2 separate regions of the Capra hircus genome follow, and region 2 is linked to region 1. The links are chromatin contacts, called in public Hi-C maps. All regions are on one chromosome and are shown on one strand. The core of a region is the stretch at or near the end of the contact, and the rest is flanking DNA. Distances in the headings are between cores, read along the strand shown. Region 1 holds the start of CCDC33 (coiled-coil domain-containing protein 33). Region 2 holds the start of ISLR2 (immunoglobulin superfamily containing leucine-rich repeat protein 2).

What was found. Hi-C and Micro-C count contacts between places; a contact is called where the count stands out from the background.
Region 2: a contact with region 1 is called in a Hi-C map of liver, with 2.2 times the contacts expected there. The contact joins the promoter of ISLR2 here to the promoter of CCDC33 in region 1. A contact is called at or near these places in 2 of 5 Hi-C or Micro-C datasets (blood and liver).

The regions. Positions count from the first base shown.
Region 1 is chr21:33,811,337-33,815,418 of ARS1.2, reverse strand. CCDC33 (coiled-coil domain-containing protein 33) reads left to right here and starts at 1,804. Exons shown (of 9, transcript XM_018066619.1): 1 at 1,804-2,511. The coding sequence starts at 2,443.
Region 2 is chr21:34,008,795-34,012,876 of ARS1.2, reverse strand. ISLR2 (immunoglobulin superfamily containing leucine-rich repeat protein 2) reads left to right here and starts at 1,803. Exons shown (of 4, transcript XM_018066168.1): 1 at 1,803-1,860; 2 at 2,300-2,488.

The DNA.
Region 1 (4,082 bases), core at 555-3,054:
TCGTGGAAGGGGAGCTGGGCTTTGAGGCTGGAGGGGGCAGGGCCGGGGCCACATTGGACCTGGACCACGGAGTTGGGTGAATAACCTCTGCCTCACTGCCACCAGGCTTCTTTCTTCTTCCCTCAACTGCCTCCCCACCCCAGCCTGGTGCCTACCCTGCTTTCCTGGAATCCACAGAGGAAGGATATCCCCCAGCCCCACAAAGAACCCTAGAACTCCCCTAGCAACTCTGCTATGCCTCACCATGCTTTAAGGAGTAGGACTCCTCAGCACCCATTCTACGGATGAAGTGACTGAGACAAGGCTTCACGGGGGCAGGCTCAAGTCTTTGAGTCCAGCTTCTTCCCACCTCCCAGCATCCCACATTTATGGGGTCCAGTGACCGACCCCCGAGGGCTCCACTCCCGCCTCCCACCAGAGCAGACTGGAAGACAGCCGTGTCTGGGGCCTGGCTGAGCTCAGCAATGCCTCTGCACGGTGCATTATTGATGGGGCTTCTAATTGTGCGTTTCCCAAAGTCTACAGGCCTTTGATGAAAAATTCATGGCACGCCCGAGGATGGGAGCAGATTCAATCGATAGGCAGCGCGGCAGGCGTGCGAGCCCAGGGCCCCTCTCATTGAGGGGGCGGGCGGCTGAAGGCCGGGCTGGGAGAGGATGTTACTCTGGCTTTGCCTATATCCCAGGCTTCTTCCCCGGGATCTTGGGATGGAGGTGGGTGGAGATGGGAGATACACCAGAAGGCAGCAGCCTGTTTCCCCTGTGGGGAGGCTGAGGGGCAGGACCAGGAAGGTCTAGGCCCATATCTGGGATGCCATCTGAGAGGCTGGCGCTGCCCAGAAAGGGTGGCCAAATCCTTCACAAGCCTCATTTCCTTAGAGAAGGGTTAGAACCCCCAGGGGTCCCACAGAGGAGATGATAACATTTCCAGAGCTGCTCACGTGCCAGGCACTCTGATTAGAGCTCTACCCACCCCCTTGCCCCAGCCTCAGTATCCCTGCCTCCCAGCAGCTCTGGGAGGTGGGTGTGATCACACTCTCCACCTCACAGAGGAGGAAACTGAGGCCCAGGGTGGGACTCGAACACAGTGCTGAGCAAACACAAAGCCCACTGCCTTCCCACAGCTTCCAGCCAGCTCAGGTATGAGCCCCAGAGCTGTGTGGGGCTTATTCTGCTCCATACTCCTGCCTTTATGATATCATATTCATATGATAGAGAGGAAGAAACCCCATGAGGAATGAGTGAATTCTACAGGGTCTCAGAGTAAATTCAATGAGAAATGAGGCCTGCCAAGGAAAGGAGTAAGAGCCCACCTACAATACTGACAGGGGCCCCCACCCACACAGAACCCTGGGCTAGCACCCAGCAGTCGGGGGTGGGGGTGCCTTAGACAGGCTGGAGCTTTGGAAACAGGTCAAGCTGTCTGTCTTGGACTGTCTTCTTGAACCACCACTGAAACCCCAGAAACCCCCATCGTTCCTCCATGCATTTATTAAATAGATGAGCAAATATATATGGAGTCCCAGCTTCATGTAGACATCTTGCTAGGGGCAGATGGAGGGGTGGGGCCATCAGAGGAGGCTTTGGGACCAAGCTTGCCTGAGATAGACAGGCTGGACCCAGCTCAGTTGGGGCAAAGCCAGACAGAAAACGCCAAGCCCTAGGAGGGTGTCTCGGCAGTCCCAGGCCAAGGGCAGTTGTAGCAGATGGCTTTGCCTTAGAGACCAAGGCCGTTTCTAGGTGGTGGGCTGCCTTGTTTGGGTTTGTTTTCCATTTGCTTCCCAGGGAGTTCCTTTTAAAGACATCCACCCATGCTGTCTCCACTGAACTAACAGGAAAGGAATTTGTCCAGACTATCAGGACAGCGGAGATGGGAAGGCCCGGGGGGCAGGCTTGGGGCGCTAGGCCTCACTATGCAGCTGCAGGAGAAAAGTAAGCCCGGCCTGGACCACTGCAGGAGGACTGCTGAGGGTTCAAGGGCCAGAGAGAAGGGAGACTGAGGGCTAGAAATAGGAGGAGGCTAAAGGGAAGAGGACAGGGGAGACTAGGCTACGGGGTAACCAAAAGGCAGAGACAGTGGGAATGGATGGCGAGACTAACAGGAGACTGAGGCCTACATAGAGGGCAGGTCGCGGGGGGATGCTGAGACTGGGGTTGGGGAGACAGAAGGTTGGAGCCCTTCAGGGTCTTGCCCGTTTCCTGGTCTCCTGGCCCCACAGCCCTTCCAGGTCCTGCCATCTCCTTGCAGTTCCCTGGCTAAGGAATAAGCCTAGCCTGATTCCAGCCACCCCACCCAGATGCCCTTACCCTGGAACAAAGCGGGAGTGGTCCCCTGGGCCTGCCTGCTTCCAGCGCAGGGCAGGGCTTAGTCACCAGGCAGGCACTTGTTGTAGCAACGGTCCCTGGGGGCCCATCCTGGGGAACGGAACTGCGAGCAGGAAAGATGGGGGAACCAGAGTCTCCATCCCCTCCAGCCCCCCAGGCTGCCCCAGGCCTCCTGGACAGCCACTCTGTAAGTCTGCCCCCATACCGCTGGTTCTGGGAGGATGGGTTGGCTTACCTAGCAGCCAGGTGTGTTGGGGTGTGTTGCCTAGCAACCAATAAAGGTATTCCCAGAGCAAGGTAGAGAGAGGACTAGAAGATCAGGCCCCCACAGCCACTGGCCACTGGATGCCTGTGGTCACTGGAACCTCTGTGGGGCTCCCAGGCCCAGCCCAGGCTACCTGAGCCCACACCTGGGAACCCAGAAAGGGAAGAGAGAAGGACTTCTGGAAACACCCCTTAAAGTGACCACTGCATCCTGCTAACTCAGGGCATGTCTCTGGTCTCTTGGAGGTCCAGCCCTATATCCTAGAAAGTGGCTGGGGCTGGGCTAGCCTGGGGCAGTCAGGCCAGGAGGTCTTGTTGATAGGGCCAGAGCTCATAAGGGCCAGTGAGGGTGAAGAACAAAGCAGATTATTCAGTCATTAAGTCATGTCAGACTCTTTGCAACCCTATGGACTGCAGCACACCAGGCTCCCCTGTCCTTCACTATCTCCTGGAATTTGCTCAAATTCATGCCCATTGAGTCAGTGATGCCATCCAACCTTCTCGTCCTCTGCTGTCCCCTTCTCCTTTTGCCTTCCATCTTACCCAGCATCAGAGGCAGGTGGGGTCATCCAAAAGGAGGGGAATCAGCCTTAGGCCAAGGGGCCTGCCTTGCCTGGGATAGGGACACCTTTCTCCTTCAGACTCCAGGAGCCAAAGCCTTTGTTCTTTCTTCATGGCAAGAACCCAGAGCAGGCCCATGAGGGAGCATATCTCCAGCCCACAGATCAGGAGACCTGGAGTAGGTCAGGGCCTTGCTTAGGGTCACACAGCTGATTTGAGCAGAGGCTAGATTAAAACCCAAGATTGTGGCCTCCAACCAGGGCTCTCCTCACACCCCACATGGAGCACTCAGGGACAGCAAAGCTCTAACCAGGGAGGAGGCTGGCAGGACATGAGCACAGGGGAAGGGGTCCTTATTGGAGAGTAAGCAGAGCCTGTAAAGCCAGGGCAGGGATTTGTCTGCTCATCAATGCCATGAGTGCCTGTTCCTCAACTTCCCTGGGCTGAGATCAATGACCACCCTCAAGCTGAGTCTAGGAGAGGCAGGTCTCTGATCTCCATACCTGAGGAGGTATAATGGAGGTAGCCCAGGAGATCTTCCTGGAGGAGGAGGGTCCAGAGCGGAACCCTGAAGGTCCACAGGGAGGCCTGGGAAGGGAAATGGGAATGGGAGAGAGCATCCTTCAGGAAGCCCCTTCCCCAAGCCAGCCCCACCCCCCTCCATTGTCCAGGCCCTGCTCAATTAGCCGGCTGACTCGGCAGGGGCCACCTAGGCAGAGCTTGGGGTCAGCAACCAAGGCCTTGCCATCACCCCTCCAAGCTTCACTGTGCTGAACGCAAAAGCTTTCCAGGCGCCGTCTCTGCTGCCACTGGAAGGAAAAGAAAGAACAGAAGGAAAGGAAATTTCACTCCTTCCGTTTCATTGCTGTAACCTTGGGCTGAACAAAGAGGCAACTGCCTCCCCCTCAGGGAACCTGTTTTGAACTGCAATTT
Region 2 (4,082 bases), core at 554-3,053, 200 kb before region 1:
CATGATTGGTGTCAGCCCCTCCACGTGGCTTGGTTCACAGTGGGGATGAGGTGAGTCTAGGCTGCAGGGAGATGGGAGGGAATGCGGGCAGAGGTCTCTGAGGATACGTTTCCCTGGGGTGGCCTTAGTCCTGGACTCAGGCCCAGATCCAGGCTGAGCCTGGGGCTAGGAGGGATGGGGCCGCAACATTATTTATTTCGTCTTGGAATCCAGGTGTCAGCTCCAAAGCTTTTGGACCTGAATAAAGCAGAAATAGATCTAGAATTTCAACTGACTCCCCCTCTCAAAAAACAAAACCCAAAGTTTGAAAATCTCTACCCACTCCTACAGAATGCATTTGCTGCCAACAGAGGGAAAAAATTCCTTCATTCTTGGCTCAAGGAACTTCCTTATACTCAGCCCCGAAGAATTCTTTCAAGACCAGCTGCCTGGACTATGCTGAAGTCAATTGATAAATATTATAAATATCCCAAAGTTGATAGCTAAGCAGATTACAAAAGCTAGCTAGCAAACCACAGAAAATTTCCACGAAGCTATCCAGCCAAACAATCGTGACCGGAAATATTGCAAAATCCAGTGTCTCGTGTCTGATTGTCTAAAATTGCATTCTTTGTGCAGACAAAATGTAGAGGGCCTGGGGGTAGGGTTTATCTGAGGGCTGACTTTCTCCTGGAGTTCTCCAGCCATGCAGGCCTGGCCGACACCACAGTGGACTGATTGTAGGGTAAAGCAGACCAACCAAGGAGAAGGCAGGGGGTGGGTGGCCCTGGGCCCACGGTGGTGGTGCCCTGGTCAAGTCTGCTTGAGGGGGTTGTGCGGGAGATGATGAGTAGTAGTTAGGATGTGGGCTTTGGAGAGACCTGGTTCAAACACCAGCTCTGCTGAGTGACCTTGAACAAACAACTTAGCCTCTGAGGTCTCAGATGCAAATTGGAGGTGATAATACATACTTAGAAAATTGTGGGGATCAGATGAAATACATAGAGCATTAACTTTGTGAATTGAAAAGTGAAAGTGTTAGTCACTCAGTCATGTCCGACTCTTGTAATCCCATGGACTATAGCCCACCCGGCTCCCCCGTCCTTGGGATTCTCCAGGCAAGAACACTGGAGTGGGTTGCCATTTCCTTCTCTAATGCATGAAAGTGAAAGTGAAGTCGCTCAGTCGTGTCCGACTCTTAGTGACCCCATGGACTGCAGCCCACCAGGCTCCTCCGTCCACGGGATTTTCCAAGCAAGAGTACTGGAGTGGGGTGCCATTGCCTTCTCTGTCAGACGCAGCAATACTCAGTAAAAAATAACTATACATCCAGTGCCACAGAGGATAAGGCACTGGGTTGACTCCCAGAAAGCGACTGGTCTATAATACTCCTCTCTCTTGCCCTCCCCTCCCCCTCCCCTTAACCTCCCTCTCTCCCCCTCCTCTCTCTTCTGGTTCCAGTTCATTAGGATTTGGGCAACTCTGTCCCCAGCTCCTTTGACTAGTACCTCTGTCCGAATCTCTTCAAGCCTCCTCCACCTTCTCCTCTACCCCGATGGGGTCACCCTGCAGGCTGCAGGCTGGATGGATTTACTACAGCTTCCCCCTGACCCCGGCCCCTACCTGGCTACCAGACACAGCCCTCTGCAGGAAGGTCACTTTCACGTAGTACCAACAAAAATGTGGGTTGGACAGAGGAGGTCCTGGGAGAAGCTAATAAATACATCAAGTTCCCAGCTGGGTCTGGAGATAAGGGCTCCGGAGACAGGCTGAGGCATCGCTGTATCGGTTCACGCTTCCCAGCCTGTCCACCCTGGTTTTGCTGGCAGCAGGAAACCCTATTTGGGGAACTTCAGAGAAGGCATCGCAGAGAACTGTGGGGTAGGGGCTGGAGGGCAGGGAAGGGGCTGTCCCTTCTGGGGATGAATTTGGTAGGGACAGGCCTGACAAAAAAGAATGTGATGGATCCTAGCCACTGTTCCAGCTGGGGCCGGTGGGTGGGGAGGGATGGTTAGCCCCAAGGCTCAGGAGGGGAAACTGAATCCAAGAACAGAGAGAAGCTTTTCCAAAAGGCTCAGAGGAAGTCGGTGGAAAAGCAGGTACAGCCCCCCACCCCCGATCTCCTGTTCTGGATCCCCTTATGCTGAGCTCTACCTGGTGGTCACCAAGGGGTGGCCATTAGAACTGGACTTGCCTGGCTACAGATTGGAGGCCCCTCTGCATCAGGCCAAGACCCACTGAGGAGAGCTCTCCTTTCTCCAAACCTCTGGCCCAGCCCGCTGCCGGGATGAGGGCTGTAATCAGGGCTATTCCAATCCAGAGCACAACCTCAGTCTGGCTCAGACATGGGCATGGCTCTGCTGCTGATGACCACGGGGCCCAGAGGAGAACGACAAGGGACTAATATAAGAAAGAAGTTGGAGCACCTGTCCCGCTCCAGAAACACCTGCCCTCTGCCGTTGGAGAGGCCACACCTACTGAGAGTCTCGAGGACTTCCTAACCAGCAAGGTCAGTGATGGCCACTGAGCTCAGCCTGCCCTTGACCAGACTGCCCTGGGAGGGCATCTCAGAGAAGCTGCCTGCCGGGGGCATCTCCCAGCCCTGCCTGCTCTGTGACCTCCATCTGGGCCTGTCTTCTCTTCTGTAAAGTGGAGAGGTAGGGAGAGAGGACCTCCAGGGCCTGAGCTCTGATGCTCTGCAAATCCAGACAGCTCCCTATCTCTCCTTCATCTCAGGCAGGTGCAGGCTTCAGAGAGTCCTTCTGACTTTGGCCCAGGTGACCTGTTGGAGCCTGTCCAAGGGATGCTTGCCTTCCGGAAGCTGGCTCATACACACAGGAGATCTGATCATGCTGGGAGGTACCTGCCCATAAGCTCTCTTAGGGCAGAGACAGCGTCTGCCTGGTTCACAGCTCGCCCAGGCCAAGCAAGTCACCTGGTGGCAGGGTGGGGGCCTCTGCATAGTTGCTCAGTTGTGTCTGGCTCTTTGTGACACCCCCCACCCCACCCCACCCCATGAACTGTAGCTCACCAAGCATCTCTGTCCAAAGGGATTCTCCAGACAAGAATACTGAAGTGGGTTGAAGAATACTGGAGTGGGTTGCCATGCCCTTCTCCAGGGGATCCTCCCAACCCAGGGACTGAACCCCGGTCTCCGGCATTGCAGGCAGATTCTTTACCAGCTGAGCTACCAGAGGTGGGGAGACTCAATTAATATTTGTGGAATGAACGATGTAGCAAACCTGTCTCTGCTTGCCATCTCTCTGCTTCTGTGTGCTCTTATTTGGTGGGGGGCACAGTGTTGGGTCTCTGCAGCAGGTGGAGGTGGGCTCTAGGTTGTGGTGCAGGCTTCTTTCCAGAGCTCATGGGTTCAGTAGTTGTGGTGCATGGGCTTAGTTGCTCCTTGGCACATGGAATCTTGGTTCCCAGACCAGGAATTGAACCTGCGTCCCTTGCATTGGAAGGCAGATTCTTAACCACTGGACCACCAGGAGAGTCCCTGCTTCTGTGCGCTTTACTTCTGACAGCTCACACCTGCAACTTTCTTCCAAGGCCTGCCCTTCAGCTGCTGAAACTGATTGCCTACAGGCACAGAGAGGGAAATGCCTGGAAGCTTCCAACCCCAGGGGCAGCCCCTTGTGACTACCCGTGTCTGTGGAAGCCAAGCTCCTCTCCCTAAATCAGGGCAAACTCTGAGGTGTGATTATGCCTAGAGCTTCCTGGGATTGGGCTAAGCCTGCCTGAAATCACACCCTGGCTTGGCTTCCTCCCTTTCCTCTCCTGCCTCCCCTGTCCCTTGCTGGTTTCTGCTGAGGCATTTCCTTAATGGATCACTGGGGTGCGAATCCCTGTCTCCATTCTGCTCTCTAGGAAACCATATTCAGAAACAAATGAAAAGCCTGCTGGCCACAGGAGACTTAAGATTCCCAGGAGGAAATTCAATTTAGTCCATGTTGCCACATGACCCCCATGGGCTTTGATGGGGACAGCAGATGCAGAGACCCTGGGTAACCCTCCAGGAGCTTTGAGTCTGAGGGATGGAGGTGGTGGAGGTTCCCTGGTCCTTGCTTGCCCTTGTGGGCTCTGCCAGAGACCACACTGGG